Linked DNA regions of Mus musculus: region 1 is linked to region 2. A link is a contact called in public HiChIP or PLAC-seq data. All regions are on one chromosome and are shown on one strand. Each heading gives the region's core, a stretch centred on a gene start, on an enhancer-like site or on the middle of the called end of the contact. The rest is flanking DNA. Distances are from core to core; before and after follow the strand shown. Region 1 holds the start of Emc7 (ER membrane protein complex subunit 7). Region 2 overlaps Slc12a6 (solute carrier family 12, member 6).

Region 1 (7,031 bases), core at 3,709-6,208, 150 kb after region 2:
AAGTCAGTTTTCTGGAAGATAGAAGAAGAGAGAAGAGTTTTTGCAATTTTTGAAGGGTCAACCTTCCAGGATGTAAAGCAGCAAGGTTAGTCTGTCTGAACAAGCAAAGTACATCAAACTTAAGGTCTTCCTAGAACAGTTTCCTGTGCTTAGTTTCTATATTAGACACAGGCCCAAGGGGGGGTATTGCAAGACTGCCTCTCCTATAATTTGGAGTTGGGTATCTATACAAACCATATCCTACTTAGAAAACAGCAGATAACAGACTTCTACCATGTCTGAAATGAGCCCTTAGACTTGTGTCCTCTGGTCAGTGTGTGGAGTCCTGCGTTTGACAGTCGAGGATTTCCAAATACTAGATGCTTTGCTAAGTGACAGTAGACTAAGGACTAAGGTAGAGCGGGAGACAGATCTCAGTCGGTGTTTGCTGCTTGTCTTCTTCCGCTCATACTCCTACAGAAAAAGCAACTCCCACGTTCCCCTCTTCATTTTCAGAACCGGTGCAACAAAGTATCAACAAAGAAGAAAAAAAATACACTTGAAAAAAAAATATAAAGACTTGCTTTGAAGTTATTTTTATTTGGGCATATTTGTAACATTTTTATCGTTTTATAGAGGTGTTAGTTTACTTTGTGTTTTCTAAAACCACTCTAGCAGTTAAGGATTGGGGCACTGCTACACAGTCTCATATTTTAACGGTGATTCAATAATGGTTATGTCTGCCCTAGCTGGATTTGAAATAACCCTGAAACTGTCTGAGGGCTCAGCCCTCCGGCAAAGTGAACCTGGTGATCAGTGATGCCATTTTGGCGCTTTTGTCTTTGATGGAATGTCTTCCTTGCAAACACATGGTTTTCCCCTAAGTCTGCAACACAATGCAGATCCCATTCGTGGTGAGGCAGAGAACAGAGACCTTGGTTGTTGCATTTAGGAGAAGGATGGTGTACTGGCTGGTTTTGGGTGTCAACTTGACACAGCTGGAGTTATCACAGAGAAAGGAGCATCAGTTGGGGAAATGCCTCCACGAGATCCAGCTGTAAGGCATTTCCTCAATTTGTGATCAAGGGGGAAAGGCCCCTTGTGGGTGGGACCATCTCTGGACTGGTAGTCTTGGTTCTATAAGAGAGCAAGCTGAGCAAGCCAGTGGAAGCAAGCCAGTAAAGAACATCCCTCCATGGCCTCTGCATCAGCTCCTGCTTCCTAACCTGTTTGAGTTCCAGTCCTGACTTCCTTTGGTGATGAACAGCAGTATGGAAGTGTAAGCTGAATAAATCCTTTCCTCCCCAAGTGCTTCTTTGTCATGATGTTTCTGCAGGAATAGAAACCCTGACTAAGACAGATGGGGAGAAAAGGTCAAAGATTGTGGGGCCAGGGAGCTGAGGGACTGGGAGTGGGGAGTGGGGAGTGGGGAGCTGGCCAAGAGCAAGAGTTGGGTTGAGGTTTGCCAAACCCTGGAATTCTAATCCTAAAATTGACAGGGGTAGGATTGCTGCCCCACCCCAAACCCGAGGCCTATGTTCAGCCTTGTCCCCAACCTCAGTAGCCAAACTTCCAATCCACTTATAAAGTCATGTTTGGCAGCATCTGGAATTTCCTTATGCAAATGAGGTATCCCCAGTGCCCAGGCCATGGACAATGATGTAACTCACCCCAAAAGCCCTTACCCGCCCCCTACGGTTTAAGTAGCCTTTGTTCCCTTATTAAAAGAGCTGTCTCCCAAGAGTCTGTTCTCGGTGAGCTCACCACTGCCTGAGGTGTCTTCTGCTCCCAGATATTCCCATTATAGGCAACCTGAACAGCAAACGATGGTGTATTAATCTAGGCCTTCCACAGCAACCCAGTTTGGCCTGTTTAACAAGAGAGCTTTATTAACTCCAGTTCCAGCAGGTAGGAATCCCAGAGAGAGATGCTGACAGTTGGTTTCTCTTCTCCACATGGTGTTTTTTTGTCTGAATATGTATGTCTCCATGTTTTGCTTGCTCCTTATTAGGAACCAGGCCTGATACATAAGGTCTTGCCCTTATGATATTTAACTTTAATTATTTCATTAGAAGTCCTATATCCAGATATATTCTTACAGGCAGTTAGAGCTTCACCAAATGACTTTGCAGGAATACAACTCACTCCATAATAGTTACAATATCTTAGCCGGGCATGGTGGCGCACGCCTTTAATCCCAGCACTCGGAAGACAGAGGCAGGTGGATTTCTGAGTTTGAGGCCAGCCTGGTCTACAAAGTGAGTTCCAGGACAGCCAGGGCTACACAGAGAAACCCTGTCTCAATAAATAAATAAATAAATAAATAAATAAATAAATAAATAAATAAAAGAAAAGAGAAAAGGAAAGAAAAGAAAAGAAAAACAAAAAAATATCTTAAGGAGTACTGTAAAAAGAAAGAACTGAGGCTGAACATGGTGGCACACACCTTTAATCCCAGCACTTGGGAGGCAGAGGCAGTTGGATTTCTGAGTTTGAGGCCAGTCTGGTCTACAAAGTGAGTTCCAGGACAGCCAGGGCTATACAGAGAAACCCTGTCTCCAAACAAACAAACAAACAAACAAAAAAACTAAACAGACAAAAAAAGAAATATCAAACAACAACAGAGAGAGAGAGAGAGAGAGAGAGAGAGAGAGAGAAAAACTGAGATAAAATGTCTTCAACCACCACTTTCCATTATCTGTTGTACTCATAAAGATAGCCCCTCCTTTCCTCAGCTTCTGTTGGATTTTAATTATATGCTATTACTACAATAACTTTTAGTACAGTATATTACTATAATTACACTATTTTATTTAAGATCATTAATCTCTTACTGTGTTTAATTAATAAATTAAACTTTTTTGTAGGTAGTAAATACAGGAGAGTCCATATAGGGTGATCTGGGGTTTTTTGCACCCATTAGGAATACTGGAACACATCATTATGGATTAAAAAAAGGAATTCTGGATATGGACATGGAAATCACATGATGAAGGAAATGCACTTTAGCAAAATCAGTAAGATTAGGAACAATTTTAACGTCTCTTAGTAGGGAATCAGGAAATCTATATACTGGGGTACTTGGTAGCCTTATTTTAAGAATGAGGAAACATTTATATACCATTGGGATAATTTACAGCCAAGAGCAGCACTAGCTCTAGCACTAGGGAGGTTGAGACAGGAAAACTGCCACAAGTTTGAGGTTAGCCTGGGTTGCATAGTGAATTCTGGGGCAGACTGAGCTATGGTATAAGACCCTGTCTATAAAACATAGACCAAAAACAGAGATTTTTTTTTCCAAGCTACATTAGGGAAAAAGGGCAAAATGAAGAACTGCATTTGTAGTTTGCTATTAGATAGATGGTGTACAAATATATACATGTAAAATAGAGATGCATTATAGCTGCATACATTTATATATTTATATGTATTATAACACATTAATTTTAATTAAATTACATATTGAGGTAATTGTGATGGCTCACAATTTATGTCAATCCTTCCAGCATTTCAGTGGCTGAAGAACAGATAAAGTTCAAGACCAGTCTGGACTGTAGTATGAAATCCTATCTAAAAAAAAACTCACGATGGGGGAGGAATTCACAACATACTGGTTTTATTTATATAATAAGCACTATTTATATAATAGTGTGTGTCAAATAAATATACATTATGTTGCATATTATATTTATTTAATATCAAGTATATGGATGTTGCTCACATGTATGTATGTATGTGAACTAGCCTGTGGAGGTATCAGATCACCTGGAATTTGAAGAGCTATAGTGTGGGGGCTGGGGACTGAACTCAGGTCTTCTGCAAGAGTAACAAGTGGTCTTAACAGCCGACTCATCTCTCTACCCCCATATATGTATATTTTTAATTTTATGTTTTTGCTTATAGACTATTTCTGGGCACAGAGTCAAGGGATGGAGATAGAGACCACTAGAAACATGCATAAAGTTAGGTGTATTAATTTCTGTAGCAAGAAAAACTCTATACCAGAGAAACTGAATAGAAGAGAATTAGTAGAAGAGTATTAGTAGAAGAGAAGATGGATGAATTTTTACAGTATTTAGGCCTCTGCTCAATGACTGAGTTATCTAAGGCAGGTAAGCATCAACTCTGAAAAGAATATGTTAGCCAACGAAACAGTGAGAAACGAAGCAGGGTTGCGGCACTCTTGGTAAATAAGAATTAAGAACTGGAAGAAGGATGCTAGACGCGGCATGGCTTTACGAAGGTAACTGTTTTCTGGTGGTCTGGCCATTTGCCCTGTCTGTGTCTTAGGTATTTTATTTACCATTTATAGTGAGTGCTTCACTTTCTCAGTCTGCAACCTTGTTTGTTAAAAAACCAAAGCATTAACACAGAATGAAAATAAACATTCTCCGCGAACTTAAACATGGATCACCATTTTTTGATATAGATTTTAAAAAACTTTTTGTTTTCCTTTTCAGCCCAAATTGTCTGCATTTCCACTCTCCATCGGGAGCTTCACTCTTTTTTTTTTTTTTTTTAACTTTTCTATGGAGGCAGAGTGCACAGGGTCTTTTACGGAGATATGTGGTAGAAAGGAGACTATTTAGAGCTAGCAAGAACCTTGAGAAAGTGATAGGGTCGATGTCTGAATGTTGTTAGCTACAGACACAGCACTCAACACTTCAGATCCTCATTCCTCTCGGTCTCATGGTCCTTTACGCCCACGATAAGACCTGCAACTGTGGACGCCACAGCAAAACTCTCTGCCAGCTTTACTTCGCCTTACATGCCCTGGCATCTTTACTTAAAAGCCTCGCCACCTTTTAAGCCCCAGCCCTGGGTCATTCGGAGCGTTGATCCTGCGCCCCTTCTCCTGATTAGTCAGCGGTCACAACTTCTCTCCGGGGCGTGGACAAGCTCCGGGCCGGATCCGGCTCGGGATGATGACGACATCGGCTGGCGACGGTGGCGGCAGCTTTAGCGGCCTTGCGGCGGGGTAGGACTTCCGGGCCGTAGGCCTGACTCCTCAGAGCTGCTGTCATGGCGGGTGCTCTGTGGGGTTTCTTCTCCGTCCTGCTTCTGTTATTATCAGGAGATGCCCACAGCTCGGAGGTGCCTGGGGCTGCTGCCGAGGGCCCGGGAGGTAGTGGGGTCGGCCTGGGAGATCGTTTTAAGATCGAGGGACGTGCGGTTGTTCCGGGGGTGAAGCCTCAGGACTGGATCTCCGCGGCCCGAGTGCTGGTAGACGGAGAAGAGCATGTCGGCTTCCTTAAGTGAGCATCCCGAGGGCAGCAGGAAAGCGATTGGGGCGGACGCTGGAAGGGTATCCAGCTAGGACAGCTGTCAGGACCCTCAGTGTAGCTGTCAGAAACTGAAGGCACCGGCGCCACTAACGGTTTGTGCTGGGAGACCTTGAGAGGCAGTCAGGTACTTCAGCAACGAGGATGGCGGACAGTGGTCCCAGGCGCCCGAGACCTATGCGGTCATTTATTTGTAGCCGTATTTTGGCTCCAGTGTGAGACAGATCATACTTGGGCCCAGGGGAGTCTCATTTATCTGTTGGGTTTTACCCGCTTTGCATTTTGTCTAGTGTTTCTGAAACCTAGTTGCTTTCTCCATGTCACTCTTCTGATAGCTTGGTGTTGTGTAGAAAGATGCTGAACAAGTGGGAATTGTCAAAGCCCAAAGGGCTCCCAGTGATGACATAGACTGTAAGGCTAATGGTCCTGCTTCTAAAATTAATGGGCCCAGAAGTCCCTAATCAAAGAGTGCTTTTTTGGGGCCCGAGTTTGTGATTATTGTTCTTTTTACAATTGAATTCATCGAGGGATTTGCGATATCATAGTCGTCATTTAAGTCAGACCAGGGTTACTCGAGATTCCTTACGCCTAGTTGTTCTTTTCTTGTTCTTAAGAGTTTGTGATTTATGTTTAGATTGGAAGGTGGGTTGAATTTCTTAATGCTTTGTCAGCAGTCCGTTTTCATTCTTCAAGCCACGAATATGTTTTAAATTTTGCCATCAGTATTTGGAGTTGAAACTATGAGTTGAAAGAAAATATTTCTTTGCTGGCTTTATAGACCAACTTCAACCATACATCTTAAATGTGGATGTTTCAACTTGAATTGCTTATTTCTGCAGATTGTTGATGTTCCCTTGTGGGATATTCAACCTCAGATTAATAAATAATGGCAAGTTGACAACCAATATTTTAATGTTATTTGGCATTAGGGTATTGTTTAAATTTTGTCCTAATTAATGTTTCATTAGTAATAAATTCCCACTAGGATGTGGGAGGTAAGGCTTAATTGAGTAGTCAACTTCTGCCGTATGCAGCACATTTGAAAACCTCCTATTTTTATTTTGAAGATATTTTACAACTTAATATAGATTGTTAGATATGTTTAGCCTTGCACAGTGACATAGACCTAGCATCTCAGCTACTCAGGAATCGGAAGCAGAAGGACCATAAGCTAAAGGGTACTCTGAACTATTTCGTTGAGACCCTGTCTCAAAGAAGAAGGAAAAAAAGCTGGTGGTACAGTGTTGTGGTGGGACTTAGTATGCAAGAGGTCCAAGTACAAATAAATAAATGTTTATTGAAGAAAATATAAATAAGATATTTTCTTTTTAAAAGATGCAACAGAAAGATAATAACCTTTAATGTTTTATAGTAAATTTTTTTCTGACTCTGTAGAATCATATGACTTGTCTTTAAGAGTAAAGCATATAAGACCATAATTTTCATTTAACATTTATGAACATGTTTTTATTCATGCTCTTATATTCATATAGAGGGCTAATTGAGAGTCGATGTGGTTTTTATGGTGATAGTCTTTTTTTTTTTGTTTGTTTTTAGGCTTTTTATTTTTTGGCTTTTTGAGACAGGGTTTCTCTGTGTAGCCCTTTGCTGTCCTCGAATTCACTTTGTAGACCAGGCTGGCTTTGAACTCAGAATTTCGAATGCCTCTACCTCCCAAGTGCTGGGATTAAAGGAATGCGCCACCACTGACCGGCTTATGGTGATAGTGTTGTTGGAAATAGGCTTGGTAATTTGTCTTATTTTTTTGAA
Region 2 (6,798 bases), core at 1,475-3,974:
GCCTTCCAGCATTGTGATTAAAGCCACATGATACCATGCCCAGCTTTTTTCTTCTCTGTGCATATTCATAAATATACTCCACCCCCCCCCACTTCTTTCCCCCACCCTGCCTCAGTGAAATGCTGTCTTGAGAGCTCAGTCAATCTTCTTTTTTTTTTTTTTTGCCGTTTTAGTCCTTTCTGTTCTTCATTATTGCACCTCATTTCTCTTTCTTTTCCTTTTCTTTATTAGATATTTTCTTTATTTACATTTCAAATGTTATCCCCTTTCCTAGTTTCCCTTCTGAAAAATCCCCTATCCTCTTCCCCCTCCCACTGCTCACCAACCTACCCACTCCTGCTTCCTGGCCCTGGCATTCCCCTATACTGGGGCATAGAACCTTCACAGGACCAAGGGCTTCTCTTCCCATTGATGACCGACTAGGCCATCCTCTGCTACATAGGCAGCTAGAGCCATGATTCCCACCATGTGTTTTCTTTGGTTGGTGGTTTAGTCCCAGGGAGCTCTGTGGGGGGCAGGTTAGTTCATATTATTGTTCCTCATATAGAGCTGCAAACCCCTTCGGCTCCTTGGGTACTTTCTCTAGCTCCTTCATTGGGGACCCTGTGCTCAGTCCAATGGATGGCTGGGGGCATCTACTTTTGTATTTGTTAGGCACTGGCAGAGCCTCTCAGGAGACAGCTATATCAGGCTCCTGTCAGCAAGCTCTTGTTGGCGTCCACAATAGTGTCTAGTTTTAGTGGTTGTTTATGAGGTGTATATCCCCAGGTGGGGCAGTCTCTGGATGGTCATTCCTTCAGTGTCTACTTCACACTTTGTCTCTGTAACTCCTTCCATGGGAATTTTGTTCCCCCTTCTAAGAAGGACTGAAGTATCCACAGTTAGTCTTCCTTCTTGAGTTTCATGTGTTTTGCGAATTGTATCTTGGGCATTGCTGTCTTGAGAGCTCAATCAATCTTCTTATCCCAGCCTGCCAAGTTGCTAAACTTGAAGCCATGTACCACGGATGCCCAATACATTCAATTCTCTTAAAAATAGTTGTTTAATGAGTATCTTCTATCTATCTGATCCTCACAATTTTATGTTTTATTACATAAATAGAAAATTTTATTTTCATTGCCTAAATAGAAAATTAAAGCTAAAAATTATTTAGTCATTATCCCAGATTAAATGAATAGTGCAAGGTGAAGTTAGAATCTTACCTGCATTTTTACCTCCCAGTCCTGTGTTCTTGTTTCCATTGCCCCTTGTATGTGCCCTTGTATGTATGATGGTGGGCTCTCCATACGTCACCATTCTAGGAATTCCCTTTGTCTCTCCTGAAATGATAACAGCAGTAGCCACAGCATGGGATGGAAATGCTGTAGAAATAATACAGATAAACTGTTTGGGTGTCTGTCATATACATATTCTAACAACTGCTGTGGATAACCATTGCTGTTATTTTCATACAAAAATTTGTTATATTTGACTCTAAAACTGTCATGACATATATATTTATATCATAAATGGACTGATTAAACATTATATAAAACTGATATATATCTGAAGAGATAGTAGAGCATTTCTCTGAAAGCTAACATGAATTACTTAAGCAAGTCAGCCCAACAATAAAGTTCTGTGACAGAGTGGATTAGCACAAAAGTTTTAAAAAGATACAAATATTGTCTCACTTCTGTCATTAACCAAGGTTGGAAATGATAGGCATATGCCTGCCTAGTAGGTATGAGTCAGAGAAGAAGACATGAGTTGTATAGCTTCTATCAAATGACTAATCGATCAGTAGATATTTATAGGTTTATACTCTTAAATTGTTCATGTACAAGCATGTGCTGTAATAGTAGAGATCAGAGCACAGCCATCTTCATATGGGTTCCAGGAATGGAACTCAGGTCTTCAAGTTTACCAGGAAGTATGACAACCCACTGGATCAACACACCAGCCTTGTAAATAATTGTATGCAATCTATAGCTTTTAATTTTAATATCTGTCCTGATAACAGTGGTTAGAAGTCTTGTATTTTAACAGTCTCCGTTTTTAGTTTCTATCCTTGAAACCATATGGCATAAGTCTCCAAGCGAACCAAGGTCTTACACTAGCAGTTTTTAAAGTTTGCTCCCTCAGCTTTTTTTCCAGAAATACAGGAATAGCATTAGTAATGTTTGTAGCTGTATTAGATGGCTTTATATTTGAGCTGCATGATGTGTCATCCTCTCTGAAGCGTGTCGTGAGCCCATACTGTCTTATGACTTGGGAGAGAGGGATGGATGCTGAAAAGCTATTGAACAAAGGAAATATTAAAAAGAACAAAACTGAGTATTTATGTTAGTCCTGTAAATGCTGTAAATGAAAACCACAGGGGGCTGGTGAGATGGCTCAGTGGGTAAGAGCACCCGACTGCTCTTCCGAAGGTCCGAAGTTCAAATCCCGGCAACCACATGGTAGCTCACAACCACCCATAATGAGATCTGATGCCCTCTTCTGGTGCATCTGAAGACAGCTACAGTGTGCTTACATATAATAAATAAATAAATAAATAAATAAATAAATAAATAAATAAATAAATCTTTAAAAAAAAAAAAGAAAAGAAAACCACAGTCTGTCAAAACTATAAGGTGATCGTTCCATTCAGGAGGTTGAGGCAGGAGGTTGTCAGACATCCTGAGCTTCACAGTGTCTCAGTCCCCAGTAGCACCAGAATACAGCCCCAAAGCAAAATCGTCATCACTTACTCTGCTCTGCATTGTGACATAGTGTAACACAAATCTGCATTCTGACAGTTATTTGTTTTTGTCTTTGGGATATACATTCTTATTATGTGTAGCCCGGGCTTCTTCAACCTTGAGATTCTCCGCCTTCACATTTAGGATTATAGGAATATAATCTACCAAGCCTAGCTCATGGTTTTTAAAATGTACAGTTCAGTTGTATTAAGTATCTTCTCATTGTTCTACCAAAGAGCTTCAGAACGCTTACATTGTGTGACTCATCGTACAAATCTCCACTTTTTTTCCCTCCCAGCTCTTAGTAACCATCCTTCCTGGTTCTGAGTTTGACTACTTTGGAGTTTCAGACAAGTAGAGTCATATGGTACTTGGCTCTGTTCCTGTGTGACTGAGTTATTCCATTAGCATGTTCTCAAAGATTCATCTGTCCTGTAGTTTGTGGCCAAATTACCTTCCTTTTAAACTGTACATATATACTACATTTAGTTTACCCATTCAGCAATGGACATTTGAATGACTTCTCATTAAATGAATTCTTAATATATTTACTAGCTGCTGGGAAACCTCACAGCTAACCAGAGATCCAGGCCACTGATCTGTCATCACAAAGACTCTCCTACATAGCTGTCTTGGGAAACGACTAAAAGCTGACCTCTTGAGCTAGGTTACTTGTCCTGTCCCAGTCTTCTGTGGCGCTCGTACCCAGCTCTGACTGCTGCTTGTCATCTTGGCTACTTTCCAACCTTACTCAGGATGCCGTTTTCTTTTCCGGGATCATCTTAGCTTTCTAACTGTGCTTCCTGTACCTCCTCCTCATCGTGCAGTCTGTTCTTGATAGCAGCTGCAGTGATCCTGTGGAGATAGCAAGCCTTCCAGTGACTTCCTATTGTACTCAGAGTAACTCAGAAGTCCAGACTGTGCCCTAGAAGGCCTCGTGTGACCCATGCTTTCTTCACTGCCTGCATTCGTCTCTTAGACCATGTTCCATTGCTCCCTGTTTATGCTGCTGATAGCCTGGTTTACTCGTTCACTGAACAGGACAGCTCGGACCTTGGTTCTGAGTATTTCCTCTTTCTGCACAGTTCTTTTCTTTTCCTTCCTTCCTTTCTTTCTATTTTTTCCAGAATATGGTGTCAAATCCCCTGGAACTAGAGTGATAGGCAACTGTGAGCCTATTGGGGTACTACTGTCTGAACCAAGGTTCTTTTCAAGAGCTGTAAGCCCTCTCAACAGGGACATCCATCGAGCCCCTTATTTCTGTTCTTACTCCCTTTACAATCCAACCATCAGCATGCCTTTTAAACAGTTAACCAGGCGTGTTGTGTGGCTGTGTAAAACCTCCCAGTAGACCTTGTTCAACGTAAAAGTGACAATCATTGTCTTGTCTTCAGGACCTTGAGTATAACTGCTATCTACCTGTTTCCTGACCCTTTTAACCACTGTGCTACTCATTACACTTCAGCACATCACAAGTTCCCAAGAGTACCAAGCTGACTCCCATTTGATACTGCCTTTCCTCATCCATCCCCCTGCTCCAAGCAGTCATTTTCAAGATTGTCATGCTTACCTTCTTTTTATAGAGACCTTTATTTTTTTAAGGTTTTATTTTTATTATTTTAATTATGTTTCTTATTCTACGTCCCTTGGCCAGTTAGTCACCCTATGTTAGTCTACTGCAGAAAGAAGCGTCTCCGATGAAAGCTGAGAAATACATTGATCTATGGGTATAATCATAAGTCATTAGGAATGGGTTTAACACTTTGTCCATTTGGCAGAATAATAGTAGTAGCTTCTATGACCTATTGTCTGACTAGCCACATGGTCTTGGTTCAATAATGGTGTCAACTGTAGGTTTCATTTTGGGGAGCAGCCTTAGAGTCAGCCAGAAAGTGGTTGGTTCCTCCCATGATGTCCAGGTCACTACTGTATCAGTGGGTGCTTCCTGTCAGACCCATCATTATTGTAACTGGCAGGATTCATTTCTGGGTATGATTGATGGTTTCTTTTGTCTCTTCTGGTAGCATGCATAGTGTTTTTTAGCACTGTGAAAACTAGAGGGATGAAGCTTCCACCATCTTGATTTCCCCGTATCCTATGACTCAAATACTGCTTCACTCATCAAGTTCTGAAGGGTTAGCCAAAAGCAGTGACAGTAGCCTATAATGTTTGTTGGGGAAGTCTCCAGGACTTTACTGGCTGCAGTCCCAAAAAAAGTAACTCATTCCTGAGACTTAAGCTTATATTTGTCCCAGTTACAGGGTAACTCCATTTTAACTCTGTTAATATATGTATCCACAGGTATCTTAGAAGCTTATACAGCAGTAGCTTCCCGTGTGACCTTTCCAATGTTGCTATCCCTTCCCTGCTCCCTCTCCTACCCTCTTCTTTCCTGTCCTTCTCTCGCTCTCTCTCCCTCCCTGTTCCACAATTTCTTTCTGCCTTTCTGTACCAGGTCTTTTCTTAATGATTGCCTCCTCAGAAAGGTTTGCTCAGTTAACTCAGTTAACTCCTTAGCTAACATTTACAAACTCAAATTATGGTTTTTATTTTTCAGGGCTGATGATTGAAGTAAAGTTATTTTAATTGTTAATTTTCTTTTTCTTATCTCTGAGTATCTTCATGAGGACAGGAACTTTATCTTTTCAAAGGTAGGCAAGTGGCAAATGCTAAAGCAAAGTTCTTACAGGAAGTGAGAAATTCCAGTGACATAAATGACAAGAAAACAAAATATCTTTGTTGCTGATAGGGGAAAGGGTTTACTGGTCTGGAGAGATGAAAAGCTAAGAGAGAAAAGGATGGCGTGGAAGAAAACCTTGAAGTGAGCAGAGGTTGTTTGAGCTGTTTAAGGAAAGAAGCTGTCCGCATATCATAAAAGTACCCGGTAAAGCATCAGCCTCTGATGTAGAAGCAAGAAGGACAGAAGAGCTAGAGAAGATGACTGCAGACAGGGGTCACGCAAAACAGATGCACGGTGTACACAGCGCAGCACAGCGCAGCACAGCCCTCGACAGGAGGAAGGTCCCAACAGGGGCTTCTTTAACTAGAAAGGAAACTTATCTCTGGCATCAGAGGTCAGTGTTGCCCTTTTGGGAGCTAATGTATCTAGGGACGGGACTAAGTTGAAACTGGTGCTTAATTGCCATTCCAAAAGTCCTCTGGCCCTTAAAAGTTAAGCTAAGTATATCCTGCTTATTTATATTCTGTAACTGAAGCTTAAACCTGAATGGCAATGTATTTGTTTTGACTTAGTCTACTGAGTATTTTCAGCCACTGTTGACCTACTCCTAAAGGGGGAAGAACAGATTCCATTCAAACTACCAATTTGTTGTTGTTGTTGTTTTTGAGACAGGGTTTCTCTGTGTAACCCTGGCTGTCCTGGAACTCACTCTGCCTCCCAAATGCTGGGATTAAAAACATGCGCCACCCTGTCCCAGCTCAAACTACCAATTATGTTCCTGATCACCTAAGAAGTCTGATGAAGATGGGCAAGATTAAAATAGTTTTCATGGCCTGTTTAACATGATACCTGTCCTGTGGATCAAAGAATAAATTAGGCTTTCATGTATCCTTAAGACATGCATTTCTTAGCATGGAACCTGTTACATAAAGTAATTCCTCTGAGACTACTGAACAAAGTAATTAGAAACTGTTCTGGTAGGGACTCAACTTTGAGAACATTTATGGCCTATGGGGGAATCAGTGCATCATCACTAACAGGAGCTGGAAGTAGTTGGATCCTGACCTCATGTTTGAGGTTTGAAGCTTAAGTGAGAAAATAGCCAGATATGGAAGTGGCAGAGAGCAAGGATTCGAAGCAGAGTCAGAGACCATGTCTATTTGACAAAACTTAAATAAGGAATTGCTTTCTTGTTTTGTTTTGTTTTTCGAGACAGGGTTTCTCTGTATAGGCCTGGCTGTCCTGGAACTCACTCTGTAGACCAGGCTGGCCTCAGACTCAGAAATCCGCCTGCCTCTGCCTCCCGAGTGCTGGGATTAAAGGTGTGCACCACCACGCCCGGCTAAGGAATTGCTTTCCTATGGATGAGCAAAGAGTGGTTTCTTAAACCTACTC

Evidence for each region. HiChIP or PLAC-seq counts read pairs in DNA pulled down with a chosen protein or histone mark.
Region 1: an H3K4me3 HiChIP or PLAC-seq map of bone marrow-derived macrophages shows a contact between it and region 2, with 3 times the contacts expected there. The contact joins the promoter of Emc7 here to the enhancer-like site in region 2. A contact is called at or near these places in 4 of 39 promoter capture datasets (the 3T3-L1 cell line, the HPC-7 cell line, liver and 1 more), 2 of 115 datasets of contacts at active chromatin or transcription factors (bone marrow-derived macrophages and embryonic stem cells) and 3 of 9 other capture datasets (adipose tissue, liver and pancreatic islet).

The regions. Positions count from the first base shown.
Region 1 is chr2:112,450,067-112,457,097 of GRCm38.p6, forward strand. It overlaps Emc7 (ER membrane protein complex subunit 7), which reads left to right and starts at 4,959. Exons shown (of 5, transcript NM_133749.2): 1 at 4,959-5,234. The coding sequence starts at 5,002.
Region 2 is chr2:112,305,822-112,312,619 of GRCm38.p6, forward strand. The region is part of intron 1 of Slc12a6 (solute carrier family 12, member 6); the gene reads left to right. Among named protein-coding and RNA genes, the nearest start is that of Slc12a6, 43 kb to the left of the region's middle. Within about 2 kb of position 2,725, at least 99 of the 459 cell types and tissues checked have an H3K27ac peak or open chromatin away from gene starts, as enhancers often do. A contact at or near this core is called in the HPC-7 cell line, adipose tissue and bone marrow-derived macrophages, where this site is marked.